Linked DNA regions of Sus scrofa: region 1 is linked to region 2. Evidence: chromatin contacts called from public Hi-C data. All regions are on one chromosome and are shown on one strand. Each heading gives the region's core, a stretch centred on a gene start, on an enhancer-like site or on the middle of the called end of the contact. The rest is flanking DNA. Distances are from core to core; before and after follow the strand shown. Region 1 holds the start of MCM8 (DNA helicase MCM8). Region 2 holds the start of CDS2 (CDP-diacylglycerol synthase 2).

Region 1 (7,423 bases), core at 3,892-6,391, 640 kb before region 2:
CCTGTCGTGGCTCAGTGGTTAACAAACCCAACTAGTGCCCATGAGGACACAGGTTTGATCCCTGGCCTTGCTCAGTGGGTTACGGATCCAGCGTTGCTGTGAGCTGTGCTATTGGTCGCAGATGTGGTTCAGACCCCAAGCTCCTGTGGCTGTGGTATAGGCTGGCAGCTACAGGTCCAATTCAACCCCTAGCCTGGGAACCTCCATATGCCAAGGGTGTGGCCCTAAAAAGACAAAAAGACAAAAAAGAAAAGAGTATTAACATAGTAAATAAACAAAAAGTAATATATATTCTAGTTTAAGACTTGCAGATAGGCTTACAGTGTTGCACAACATGGTACAAAACCCAAATACTCTACAGTTACTCTTCTGATCCTCATCTCTTAAGGTACACCACAGATGTTTAACCAAGTATACTGAATGCTTACACCTTTTCTTAATTTTTTTTTTTTTTTTTTTGTCTTTTTGCCATTTCTAGGGCTGCTCCTGCGGCATATGGAGGTTCCCAGGCTAGGGGTCTAATCGGAGCTGCAGCCACTGGCCTACACCACGCCACAGCCACAGCAACGCGGGATCCAAGCCGAGTCTGCAACCTACACCACAGCTCACGGCAATGCTGGATTCCCAAACCACTGAGCGAGGCCAGGGATTGAACTCACAACCTCATGGTTCCTAGTCGGATTCGTTAACCACTGAGTCACGACGGGAACTCCCCACCTTTTCTTATTTTTATTTATTTATTTATTTCTTTATTTATTTATTGTCTTTTTGCTATTTCTTGGTCCGCTCCCGGGGCATATGGAGATTCCCAGGCTAGGGGTCGAATCGGAGCCGTAGCCACCAGCCTACACCAGAGCCACAGCAACGTGTGATCCGAGCCGCATCTGCAACCTGCACCACAGCTCACTGCAACGCCAGATCGTTAACCCACTGAGCAAGGGCAGGGACCGAACCCACAACCTCAAGGTTCCCAGTTGGATTCATCAACCACTGTGCCACGACGGGAACTCCCTTTTCTTATTTTTATCATGGGATTTATCATGGAACAGGGTACCTACATGTTTCAATCTTTCTTTTTTTCCCCATACGGGCCAAAACAGGAAAGAAGTTAATTTTTGAGAAGATTTACAACTGTATATATAAAAAAAGGAACAAGGCCATTTCTAAGCCAATACTGATTAGATGAGTTGTCTGGAATGTTTACATAAATTTGTTGAAATACAATAAAAGTTTTCCTGAAAGTATATTCATATTTGTTAATATTTTATTATTATTATTAATTTTGGCTAATTATCCCTTCCCACTTTTTTCTACTTTGTACATAGTGAAGGATTCTTTTTAGGGCTAAACCTGAGGCATATGGAAATTCCAGGGCTAGGGGTCCAATCGGAGCCACAGATGCCAGCCTACACAACAGCCACAGCAACAGTGGGATCTGAGCCGGGTCTGTGACCTACACAGCTCAGAACAACACTGGATCCTTAAGCCTCTGAGTGAGGCCCGGGATCGAACCCACATCCTCATAGATACTAGACAGATTGGTAACCTGTTGAGCCACAACAAGAACTCTGAGATACTCATTTTTATTAAACTCAGATCCATAAAGATAATTGCTGATTCAGTAGCAATATATCAAAATATAAATGACCTTTAAAATGAGTTTTGGGAGTTCCCATCATGGCTCAGCGGAAATGAATCTGACTAGGATCATGGGGATGCAGGTTCAATCCCTGGCCTTGCTCAGTGAGTTAAGGATCCAGCATTGTCGTGACTTGTGGTGTAGGTCGAAAACATGGTTCAGATCCTGTGTTGTTATGCTGTGGCACAGGCTGGCGCTATAGCTCCAATTTGACCCCTAGCCTGGGAACTTCCACATGCTGTACCTGCAGCCCTAAAAAGCCAAAAAAAAAAAAAAAAAAAAAAAAAGACTAGTTAGGACCCAACATTGTCACTGCTGTGGCTTGGGTTTGATCCCTGGCCCAGGAACTTCTGTGTGCCATGGGCACAGCTAAATAAATAAATCTTTTAACAGTTTTAAAATAATTCATATAAGTAGAGTATAAATCAGTGAAACCATTCTGTATAATACCATAATGGTGGATATATGAAATCAAGCATTTGTCAAAACCCATGAAACTATACAACAAAAAGAGTGAATCCTAAAATAAACTATGGATTTCAATAATAACCTATCAATTTTGGCCCATCAATTGCAACAAATGTATCACACTAATGCAGGATGCTAATAATAGGAGAACTAGGGATGGGAAAAGGGAAGAGAATTTAAATAAGGACTCTCTGTACTTTCTGTCCAATTTTTTGTAAACCTAAAACTATTCTTAAAATTAAAATCTATTTAAGAAAATAGTTTACCCATACAACACAATATAATAAAACTAGACCAACAATCCAATTAAAAAATGTGAAGAGGACCTGAACAGACATTTTTCCAAAGAGACATAGATGGCCAATAGGCACAGGAAAAGATGCTCACATCACTAAGCATCAGGAAAATGCAAATCAAAACCACACTGTCACCTTACACCTGTCAGAATGGCCATTGTCAAAAACACAACAAATAATAAATGTTGGGGAGTATGTGAAGAAAAGGGAACCATAGTACAGTGTTGGTGGGAATATTAATTGATGCAGCCATTATGGAAAACAGTATGAAACTTCCTCAAAAAACTAAAAACAGAACTACTATATGATCCAACAACTCCACTCCTGGGTATTTATCCAAAGAAGACAAACGCTAATTAGAAAAGATACATGCACCCCAATGATCATGACAGCATATTCACAATAGCGAAAATATGGAGCAACCTAAGTGTCCATGGGTGAAAAAAAGATGTATGTACACACACACACACACACACACACACACCCGCCACACACAAGGAACATTAGTCATTAAAAACAATGAAATTCTCAAAGTTCCTGTTGTGGCTCAGTGGTAACAAATCCCACTAGTATCCAAGAGGATGTGGGCTTGATCCCTGGCCTCGCTTAGTGGGTTAAAGGATCTGGCATTGCCGTGGGCTGTGGTGTAGGTTGCAGACATGGCTCAGATCTGGCATTGCTGTGGTGTAAGCTGGCAGCTGCGGCTCCAATTCAACCCTTTAGCCTGGGAATTTCTATATGTCTCGGTGAGGCCCTAAAAAGACCAAAAAAAAAAAAAAGAAGAAAGAAGAAAGAAAAAAAAAGAAATTGTCATGTGTAACATAGACAGATCCGGAGCATTTTATGTTTAGTGAAGTAAAGCAGAGATAGATACTATATATCTTCACTTATATGTGGAATCTAAAAAAACCCAACGAAAAAATGAATAATAATATTAATATTACAATATAATAATAATACTCTGCTCATACGAAACAGACTCACAGATACAGAGAACTAGTGGTTCAGTGGGAAGAGGGGTGAGGGGAGGGGCAAAATAGGTAAAAAGTATTAAGGGGTATAAACTGCCAGTTATAAACTAAGTTAAAGGATGTTAACAGGATGTAATGTACATTACAGGAAAAACGGCCAATATGTTATAATAACTTTGTTTTTTTTTTTTTTTTTGTCTTTTTGCTATTTCTTGGGCCGCTCCTGCGGCATATGGAGGTTCCCAGGCTAGGGGTCTAATCAGAGCTGTGGCCGCCAGCCTACGCCAGAGCCACAGCAACGCGGGATCCGAGCCGCTTCTGCAACCTACACCACAGCTCACGGCAACGCCAGATCGCAACGCCAGATCGTTAACCCACTGAGCAAGGGCAGGGACCGAACCCGCAACCTCATGGTTCCTAGTCGGATTCGTTAACCACTGCGCCACGATGGGAACTCCTTATAATAACTTTGAATGGAACATAATACATAAAATATTAGGTCACTATGTTGTTTACCTGAAACTAATACCTTATAAACATTATAAATAATATTTTAATCAGCTATAAACAATAATAAACTATAAATTCAATAGTTCATTCCCAAGGGTTAAAATGTATAAAAATATACCCATACTCTAACGCAATTCATTACCAGGCAGCGTATCTGCATCTATATTTATTTACTTATTTTTATATTTTTGTCTTTTGCCTTTTTTTTAGAGCTGCATCCACAGCATATGGAGGTTCCCAGGCTACAGGTCTAATTGGAGCTGTAGCTGCCAGCCTACGCCACAGCAACGCCAGTTCTGAGCCGCGTCTGTGACCTACACCACAGCTCACGGCAACGCGGATCCTTGACCACTGAGCGAGGCCGGGGATCGAACCCTCAACCTCTTGGTTCCTAGTCGGATTCGTTTCCGCTGCGCCACAATGGGAACTCCCGCAGCTCTATTTAAAAAGATTTAATTAATACGTTAATAACTAAACAAGTTCACGATCTTAAGGCACTAACATGGCTTTGATAATCATGTAGACCACATCGTACGTCAAGAAACTGAAGCAAAAAAAAAAAAAATTAACTATGTGCTTGGGCTGTGCGATGGAAATCCTGTGAAATCAGACTGTTATGATCATTATAAGCTACAGATGTGATAAATTCATTTGAGTAATAAAAAATGAAATAAAATTAAAAAAAATTAACTGATCAACTGGTGACAGAACGAAGCTCAAATTTCCTATCCACATTCCCAGGCTGAAGCTCTCCTTCGACAACGCTATGTCCCCTATCTTTCTCAAAGGAGGTAATACAGTGGGAATAACTACTAAGGAGTAGGACTGGAGAAAGAGGCAAGGACCCGCCCGTCGAGCTGCTATGCTTGGTCAAATACCTCGCTTCATTTAAGTCTTCTCAGACTAAGTTTTTACTTGCAAAGGATGACAGGTCACAGAGCTCTCTTAGTTCGTGGATGGGTTGGCTCTCCCTTCCTAGCTGGGGGAAGCTCGGCGGAGCGGAGGAGACTCCACGGTCCGAGCTCCTCAGATGACTCTGCCTAAGTCCCGCAGACTCTTCGCCCTCAGCTTACCTGACGTCCCCGGGAGGGGCCAAGGATTGTACGTCAAAGCTGCTCGGGGACCTCGGCTTCTCCACTGAGGCTGCAGTGGGTCGCCGAATAGGTCTACTTCAGGCAGCCACAACAGGGTCTGAAACCTAACTCCAGTCTTCTAAGTTCTTTTTTGGCGCTTCTGTGACGCAACTTCCGCCCGTAGCTGCGGCGTGACGGGAGGGGCGAGATGGAGGGCAGCCAATCAAGGAGATCGGCCAGACGGAAGCTGTGAGGCTCCCGGAAGTTGTCCTGAGGCTCTGACCGGAAAGCGGAAGCGGTGCGCAGCACGTGGGGGAGGTGCAGATCTCTGGGCTCGGCGTCCCCTCGGTTTGTGCGAGGCCAGGCCGCCGGCGGCGACAACCCTAGACGAGGGGCGGAGAGGGAACTAGAGAGACGCCGCGGAGCTCAGAGATCGGCTGAGCGTCATGGAGGGCTCTGACGAGCAACCGGGCCCACAGCCACTGCATCCCGGGGATCACTGCATCCGCGACGGCGACTTCGTGGTGCTGAAACGGGAAGATGTGTTTAAAGCAGTGCAAGTCCAGCGGAGAAAGTAAGTCAGGTCTCTGGCCTTATGGTTTCCCAGCCCCCACCTTCAGGAGACGCTCTCTCTCATTAACTACTCTCGGGTCTTCGCACCTAGGCATTTGCATCCAAGACCCCGTTCTCAGCCCCTGGGATCCGTTTCACCCCACCTGTCTTAAGCATCCCGCTTAATCTTTCCACAGAGTTCTTTTCCCATTCTTGGCTTTAGGTGCCTTGCCTCTTTCACCATCCCTGTCCCGGAGTTCTTTTCCTAGGTTCTTGAGGTCTTCTTTCCTATCTTCTCACAGAACCCCTTCACCCTCTGATCTCACCCTTGTCTCCCAGAGTCCACCCAACGCCCCATCACTACTTTATTTTGTATTCTTGAAACCAATACTTTTTTCTTCTCAGATTTTCTGATTGGAAATGTGTATGTGCTTCCAAGTACATAATTTTGAAAAGTGCTAATACTAATTATTTAAACTTTTTAGTTGAAATATAGCAATGCAGCAAAGTCCTTAGGTCATAAGTTGGATGAATGATTTCAGAGTTACACAGCTGTATAGTAACTGTAGGTGAAACTTCGGTTTCTCTCTTGCATTGTCCTTTTAAGTTACTTTATTGTGAAATGTGATTGTTAGAGTATACTTCTCAATAGTGTGCTCTTTCAGACAAGAGCTTTTTATTTCTAAGGAGACATCTCTATTTCTGAAACATATTCTTTAGACAGTCATTTTGAAACATTTCCATCAGTTTTCTTGGCAGCAGCCATGGCATTAGTTTCCATTTTATTTAGAAAATTAAGCTTTGAGCTCAGTTACATCCCAGGCCAGATTCTCCCTTCACTATTCCTCAAGGCTGCATTCATCTGGTTGTGCAGAAGCAATCCTGGCTCTCTGAGCAGACTCTGCAAATACCACTTTTTCCCAGCAAAGCACACAGGGTCCACTTTTCCTGACTAGGGCAGTGACCTCCTGTTAGGCCAAACAGTTTGCCTGACACACTCTGCTTTGCCTACCAGACCAGCTGCCAGAGGGATAAACCCAGCCTAGCTCAGACGCAGGGGCACTCTGCTAGCCCTGGGGTACTCAAAGGATGTGGTGGGGGAAGATGCACATCTGGGCTGAGCTGAGTTTCAGCCTCTCTGAGGGGGTTTATGTCAGTGTATATTTTGAGTATTAAATGTTAATCACTGAGGACCCAGCAAAGAACAAGAATTGACCCTACCCAAATACTTGGGGAGAGTCACTGAGATGGTTCAGATGAGGAGATTTAATGAAGAAATGACAGATATACTTACAAGAGATGTGACAAAGTTTAGAGAACCACCAGTAGAGACTGGTGATGCACCCAAGGGTCTAGAATGTTGGGAAGCCTTCAGCATGAAAGGCAGTCTTTGCATCTGTCCTGGTTGGCTTCATAAGAAAGAGAAGGTATGGGATGGGGCATAAAGAAAATTACACAGTGCGCATCTTTCAGGATTCAGAGTTCTGTTTACATGGGCCATGTCCTGAAGCTAAGCATGGCTTCCGGAGATCCATTTATTTCCTGGGTAGACAGTGTGGTATAATGGAAAGAACGAGGCTGCATTCAGACAGGCTAGGACTTGAATCCCAGTTGCCACCATATAATTCAATCTTGGACATGACATTTTTCCCTGAGCTTCAGTATTAATCATCTGGAAAGAGCTGTGTCCTAGGATTACTGAATTGATAATTAAATCAGAAAGTATGAAACCCCTGGCACATACTACCTAACCTCTGATTGACACTCAGTGGATGTTAGTTATCTTCTTTTGAAAGGAAAGTTTTTTGTTTTGGTAGGATTTCCCTTTTAAATTTTACAAAGATAAAACTCTGGGTAATGGGAAAAGTTAAAATTGCCTGGGCTTCAGTAGCGCCCCATCAGTGTTAGGCACCA
Region 2 (6,841 bases), core at 1,642-4,141:
AAAATTAAAAAAAAAAATTATAAGCATGGTTCCCAGAGGAAAACATTTCCTTTATTAGCAATTGGCTTTGACAATTCCATTCTAGGATGCTAAATATAACAAAATACCTTCTGACTTTTACAATAAACACATTCCCCAGATTACTTTGAAACTAACCATTGTCTGTTTATTTACAGGACATTTTGCAACAAGTTAAGCAACTGTAACTTTTTTTTTAAATCTTTCAAATTTGTTCCAGTTCTTTTAATGAATTGATCTGACATTGTTTTCTGAATTCTTCTATTATGAAATAAGAAAGTTCCCATTTCACCATGTATTTCCCTAAAAGATATCCATTTTATTATTTCTAATTTTCTTAAATCGTAACCCAAGAATACCAGCAAAGATTTCTGACAGGAAGTTTTTCATACTGTAGAAAAGCCTAATTTTAAAACTTTAAACACATTCATCAAAGACAAATAAAACATTCTGCAGTTCTTAAAATGTATCTTTATTATTAAAAATCCCATGCGTGATAATTCAGAAATAGTCAGTGAGAGGCCAACTGCCTTGTTCTGGGCTAATGGACTACATCAGGCTTTTAACAGAATGCAGTAGCTACTGTGTTTAGGGAACAACAAGCACTTAGTGCACCTCAGAGCCCCAGGCATTCTGTCATCACATAAACAGTGTAAGCACAGTTGTAAATAAATAAATAAATAATAAGGTACCTTTAGTTGGATAGCTCCTCTTACCCTCCCTACCTAAAACAAGGAACAGGGAAGTATTTAAGGATGAATTGGCAGTTTTGTCTTCGGGAGATGGATCCAAGTAGTTGGGTGGGGAGGGTAGAAAATTTATGTTTCACCTCATAACCTCATGAGTTTTGGGTGTGTAGGTTTGCTTGTTTTTACCATGAAGTATGTCTAATTTTTACAAATAGCTTTTCAAAAATATGGCCCACTAGTTAACCATGCTTTCTTTTTTCTCCCTCTTCTCATACCTTCTAAAAACCATGAAGTCTCAGTCAACATCAAGTCTGATCTCTCTGAAAAGTTCTTGCTTTTTCACTTTTTAAAGTTTTATTGAAGTACAGTTGATTTACAATGTTGTGATAATTTCTGCTCTACAGCAAAGTGATTCAGTTATTCATGTAAGCTCTTAAACAGGGCTACACAGTCTCCAGAATATCTGGAAACCCCCCAACAGGCATATACAGGCTAGGGACAGAGCTCTTCCAGGCCAAACAAGGACATTTAATAGGAATATTAGAGACTTTCAAGTACATTGTCTCTGTAAGTGACTCCTTTTTTTTTTTTTTTTTTTTTGGTCTTTTTGCTATTTCTTGGGCCGCTCCCGCGGCATATGGAGGTTCCCAGGCTAGGGGTCGAATCGGAGCTGTAGCCACCGGCCTACGCCAGAGCCACAGCAACACAGGATCCGAGCCGCGTCTGCAACCTACACCACAGCTCACGGCAACGCCGGATCGTTAACCCACTGAGGAAGGGCAGGGACCGAACCCGCAACCTCATGGTTCCTAGTCGGATTCGTTAAGTGACTCCTAAACTTGCACCCAAGCCCTAAATTTTCTCCAAAACATATTCTAAAAATCATTATGGAGAGTTTTAAACAAAACTGTTTAAAATCCCTTTTCTTTCACCCAAAACAGTCCTTCCAGTGTAATTGCTCTCTTGACACCCCGACACTAAATCTTGTGCTTTTCTTCCTTCCTGCCATCTCCCTAGTGTTCCTTTCCTCCAGTTATCAAAAACAAAAAGCTCAGGAATGGTACTATACGCCGGGTGTAGGGCAACAAGGATGGGTGGGAACAGCTGTCCCAGCCAAATAATTCAGGTGGAAATGTGATGGCAGATCTTCCAATTATCCAAGACAAGGAATAAATTCGGATTGTTGGGAGAAACGCTCTGGTGTTTAATGCAACATAGGGACCAAAGAAAACATCTGTAGGTCACCAGTTGGCAACCTGTGAGTTAACCAGTCTCTCTCATTCTGGTCCACGCTCCCTCAGTCCACTCTACACATCACTGTCAGATCAATTTACCAAAAGCACTGCTCCTGATCACTGCTAACTCCAGGCTGGAAATACTACCACGAAGTTTATACTGTCATTCAACGTCCAAAGTAACAACCACTCACCTTTCTCAAGTCCCCTACCTTTTACTTCAATCAAAGGAGTCTAGCCCCTCATCCCTCACCCAGCTATGTCCCTGCCAAGATGGCCTCTTTTCTACCCTCCTCTTCTACCCCATCAACGCCCACATTTGAAGCAAGATACAAGCCTTCTATTGGGAAAATACACACGAGTTAAAGAAACGTCTCTGCTTAAAATCAAGAGATTTAACCTAAAGCTAACAGAAGGGATCCAAACTTCCGAACAAGCAAATCCCATGGCCTTGTCTTGATACACCCCCCCCCACATCCAAGAAACATTTTAATGGAGAGCAGAGGTCACGCTCAGAGGAGTCTTTGCGGGGTCTCCACGTCTTCACACCCAGGAAGGCCTTGGGGAGGTGGAGGGCTGGTGGGGTACCCTCACCAGCCCTGGGAGGCAGGTGGACGTGCGCAACCCCTCGCGCGCTCCTTCCCGCGCCCCAGAGATACTACCCCCAACCGGACTCCAGAGCCAGGTCCCCGGGACCCCGACCTGCTGAACCCTGGCGCGCGCACAGCGGGGCTCCGCAACCGAGGACCCTCCGCGCCGACCAGGCCAGGGGGCGCCGGCGGCCGCTCCAAAGAGTCAGATGGAGAGATGACCCCTCTGCGCGCTCCCCTCACGGACCTCCGGGGGACGCCGCTGCCCAGCCGCGCCCACCCGATGCCCAAGCTGCCGCTACCTTGTCCTCGGGCGGTGCGTCCGGGTCGTGGACCACCCTCTGCCTTAGTTCCGTCATGCTGGAGACACCGGTGCTAGGTCGCCGCGAGCGAGTACCGCAGCCGCTGGGGCCGGCAGCTCAGCGCTCCAGCCCCGCCTCGGCTGAGCAGCGCGCGGCTCCGCAGCGGCTCCCAGGCCCCACGGCAGCCCGGCCTGCAGTCCTGGAACTCGGCCCCGCCCGGTGCTGCAGCCGCCCTTTCACCCGGGCTGAGCGCAATCAGCCTCCTCAGCCCTGGCCCGCTAGCTCCTTCTCTCGGGAGGGCCCCGGAACCAGCGCGCAGGCGCACCGCCGCCATCATGGCCACAGAGATCCACCAATGGCGCGAACCCGTCAGAGAGGAGGGGCGCTGGGGGCGGGGCAAGCAGAGCGGGATGGAGGGGGCGTGCCCTGGATAGCAACATGACGGGGCGTGGAAAGGCGTGCGCGTCCGAGAGAGACTAGCCAATGGGAGCTCAAGAGCTGGTACCCTAGGTCCTAGAGGTAACAGATAGCTAGGGGCCGTGGGTGGCAGCTCCCAGGCTCCAGCCTGTCTTGTGCTTGCTCACCTCGGCTCCCTGTCCTCTGTAGCCGGGGCTCTTCCCTTGCACAGTTAAGTAGTTAGGACCTGAGGGGAAAAGCCTGGGAAATCCACCTGTGTTAGAGAAGGAGCTCAAGCCAAACTTTAACCTGCCTCGCCTTGCCAAATTATCTTCTACCACTTACTGAGCGTTAATTATATGCTGGGCATTATACTATGTGATCTTTTTAATTTATCCCATTTAATCTGCACAACACTTGGAAGTGGATATGATTTCCATTTTATAGATAAGACTTCACAATTATTCAGATTTCTTTTCTGTCATCTGTACTATTGAAAGACCTTTTTTGGACAGGAATACTGACTACTTTGTTCACATCCTGATCCCCTATGTACCTGACATACCTGTTCAATAGATTTAAAGTTTCTCCTAAAGGAAAATGATTTAGCCAAGGTCTCATGGCTAAAAAGTGTCCACTGAGAATCAGAACACAGATTTGTTTGCGCCTACTCTAACCACTGTACTGATTCCTGCCCTTCCTAAATTCATTGTTAATATCTGTTACTCAAGCATTGCCTTCAGCGGTTTCTGTTTACTGCCTTGTAAATGATATAAAACAACTTTAAAATGGGGTCTCTTCCCTTAAGCATATTGTTGTTGAAGAGAGAAATATGCACACACGGGAGCTGCAATTTTGTATTGACAATTTTGACGTGCGCCGTGGGGTTTGGGAAATTAGTGAGAATTCTGACAAGGGCATTGTATTTTCTTGTCTTCTATGAAAGTATATTCAGAAAGCACAGTTTAACTACCAGGGTTTATAACTCCCTACAGTTTGGCCCAAACCTTTTATCCATTGCACTCAGCCCTCACGAGCTAATGGAGCTCAGGCCAGGTACAATTCTGAAGTCACTACTGTAGTAAACAGGGATCAGGTGTTCAGACTTCTGGAAGTAAAAGCTTTAGAGCCTCTCCCTCAAATACAGACAGAAATTAAAAGTAAAATATCCCCCACACATGCCTCCAGCCAGAAAGAGGATTTTGTTCTTTTACATTATCTTACACCTCCTCCTCTACCCCTGATTTTTGTCTTCTATTCCTCATAATAGCTCTTCCCTCTAGGGTCATTTCTCCCAGGCTTGTGACATGTCTTGTATATGGTGCTTTCCTTGCATTCCTTCCACTATTTTTAAATTAGTGCAGGTAATAGACATAAGAATTTTAGTCCCTGGAGCGTGCAGGCTGACTGCAAGCTCAGCATGTGGGCAAATATTGCCGTAATTATTATCATTCTATAATAATAATTTAAAAACCTCCCACCTTCTTCTTTATTTGAAAACTGCATTGGTACAAGTGACCAGAAATTTCTTTGGTTCCCTGAATAGTGTTTTTCCTCTCTTAGAGGGGAAGAATTCTTGGAACAATACATTCTTTTTAAAATTTTCTTGATCTGCTTTTTCTCATCCTACATATTGCCTTTCTAGTGCTTAGTCTAAGTGTTCTCAGATAGCTAAAACTTCTAATTCAGTTTAATGAGATGACATGCAAAATGGAATTGAGAATGGGCTATGCAGAATTGTCTCATTTCTTAAAGTTTAAAAAATGTAGGAGTTCCCACAGTGATGCAGTGGTGTTAAGGATCCAGTGTTGTCTCTGCAACAGCGAGTTCTATCTCCAGCCTGATCTCGAGTTGCCACAGCTGCGTGGGTTACAGGTACTGCTCAGATTCAATCCCTAACACAAGAAATTTCACATGCTGCAGGTGTGACCAAAAAAGAAAAAATAAATTGCAAAACCTGCACTCCCACACACTTGTAGACCTGTTATACACACAGACCATCTAAACTAAAATTTCAGTCTTTTCTCTGGCAAACCACAGGGCTTACTTTTTCAAACTAATAATCTACATGGAGGCGCAGGTGGCTTTAAGAAAAAATATTCATCAATTGATCACACATGCCAAAACAGTGCTTTTCTGTCCTGACTATTTATTAGAATTCACTGGGAAGCTTCTAAAACTTCCAATGGAGGACCCATCCTAGACCAACTAAATAAGAACCTCTAAAGATGGCCATTAGAGGAAACAGGTTTTTTTGTTTTGGTTTAAGCTCCCCAGGATAGTCATGTGCAGCTAGGATTGAGACTCACTTTAATATATCTCCTTGCAAAGAAATTTTCCAAAAAATATATTAAAGAGTTTATAGCATTTATGTTTCCCAACACGCAGTAACATTTTCTTTTTTTTTTTTTTTTTTTTTGTCTTTTTGCTATTTCTTGGGCCGCTCCCGCGGCATATGGAGGTTCCCAGGCTAGGGGTCGAATTGGAGCTGTAGCCACTAGCCTACGCCACAGCCACAGCAACGCGGGATCCGAGCCGCGTCTGCAACCTACACCACAGCTCACGGCAACGCCGGATCGTTAACCCACTGAGCAAGGGCAGGGATCGAACCCGCAACCTCATGGTTCCTAGTCGGATTTGTTAACCACTGCGCCACGACGGGAACTCCAACATTTTCTGATCAACAATATATGCTTGATAAAGAAAGTGTTGGAAATGCAGAATATACTGTTAATATGTATATCATTGCCTTTTATTCTATTTTATGTGTACCATACACTCAGATATAATAATTTTAGAAAATTGGGATTCTTGTTTATACTACTTCATAACCCAACTTTTTAACATTAAATGCCCTTTGAGAATGGTACTTGAAAGGCTGTATAACATTTCGTCTTATAGATTTTTTACCACAATTTACCTAACAAAGACCGTATTGCTAGACCTCAAGATTATTTCCAATTTCAGAGGAATTGTTAATAATTCTATAAGAAACATTCTTAAACAAGACTTATCTTGGTAAATACCTCTGATTATTTCTCTAGGAAAAAAATCCAGAGTTCCCATAGTGGCTCACTGGAAACGAATCCAACTAGTACCCATGAAAACACGGATTCACACCTGGCCTTGCTAGGTGGGTTAAGGATCCAGTGTTGCCTTGAGCTGTGGTGTAGGTTGTAGACGCGGCTCAGATCCCACGTAGCTGTGACTGTGGCATGGGCCAGCAGCTACAGCTCCTATTTGACCCCCAGCCTGGGAACCTCCATATGCAGTGGGTGCAGCCCTAAAAAGACAAAAAAAAAAAAAATGTGTTGAATTTTTTTGTCAAAGAATAAAATTCTAGGCTTTGCATACACATTTCCAAATTCCCACCAAAAAAATTAGTTCATGAAAAATTAGTTCATGAATCTTCAGTTCATGAAAGTGCCTACTGCTTACATCCTTCCTAAGAAGTAGGTGTTAATACCATTTTAATTTATTTAGTAGGTTAAAATTCTATCTCCCTTTATATTCCTTTGCTTATTAATATTCCTAACCATTTTTCATACATTTACTAAGACTGGACCTTCAGCACTGGAAGCCAGAGACCTCTGGCTTTCTGTTTAGATGCA

Evidence for each region. Hi-C and Micro-C count contacts between places; a contact is called where the count stands out from the background.
Region 1: a Hi-C map of liver shows a contact between it and region 2, with 5 times the contacts expected there. The contact joins the promoter of MCM8 here to the promoter of CDS2 in region 2. A contact is called at or near these places in 1 of 5 promoter capture datasets (liver) and 2 of 47 Hi-C or Micro-C datasets (liver and skeletal muscle).

Annotation. Positions count from the first base shown.
Region 1 is chr17:14,788,116-14,795,538 of Sscrofa11.1, reverse strand. MCM8 (DNA helicase MCM8) reads right to left here and starts at 5,141. Exons shown (of 17, transcript XR_002339862.1): 1 at 4,958-5,141. TRMT6 (tRNA (adenine(58)-N(1))-methyltransferase non-catalytic subunit TRM6) reads left to right here and starts at 5,221. Exons shown (of 9, transcript XR_002339863.1): 1 at 5,221-5,531.
Region 2 is chr17:14,147,860-14,154,700 of Sscrofa11.1, reverse strand. CDS2 (CDP-diacylglycerol synthase 2) reads right to left here and starts at 2,891. Exons shown (of 13, transcript NM_001166673.1): 1 at 2,835-2,891. The coding sequence starts at 2,891.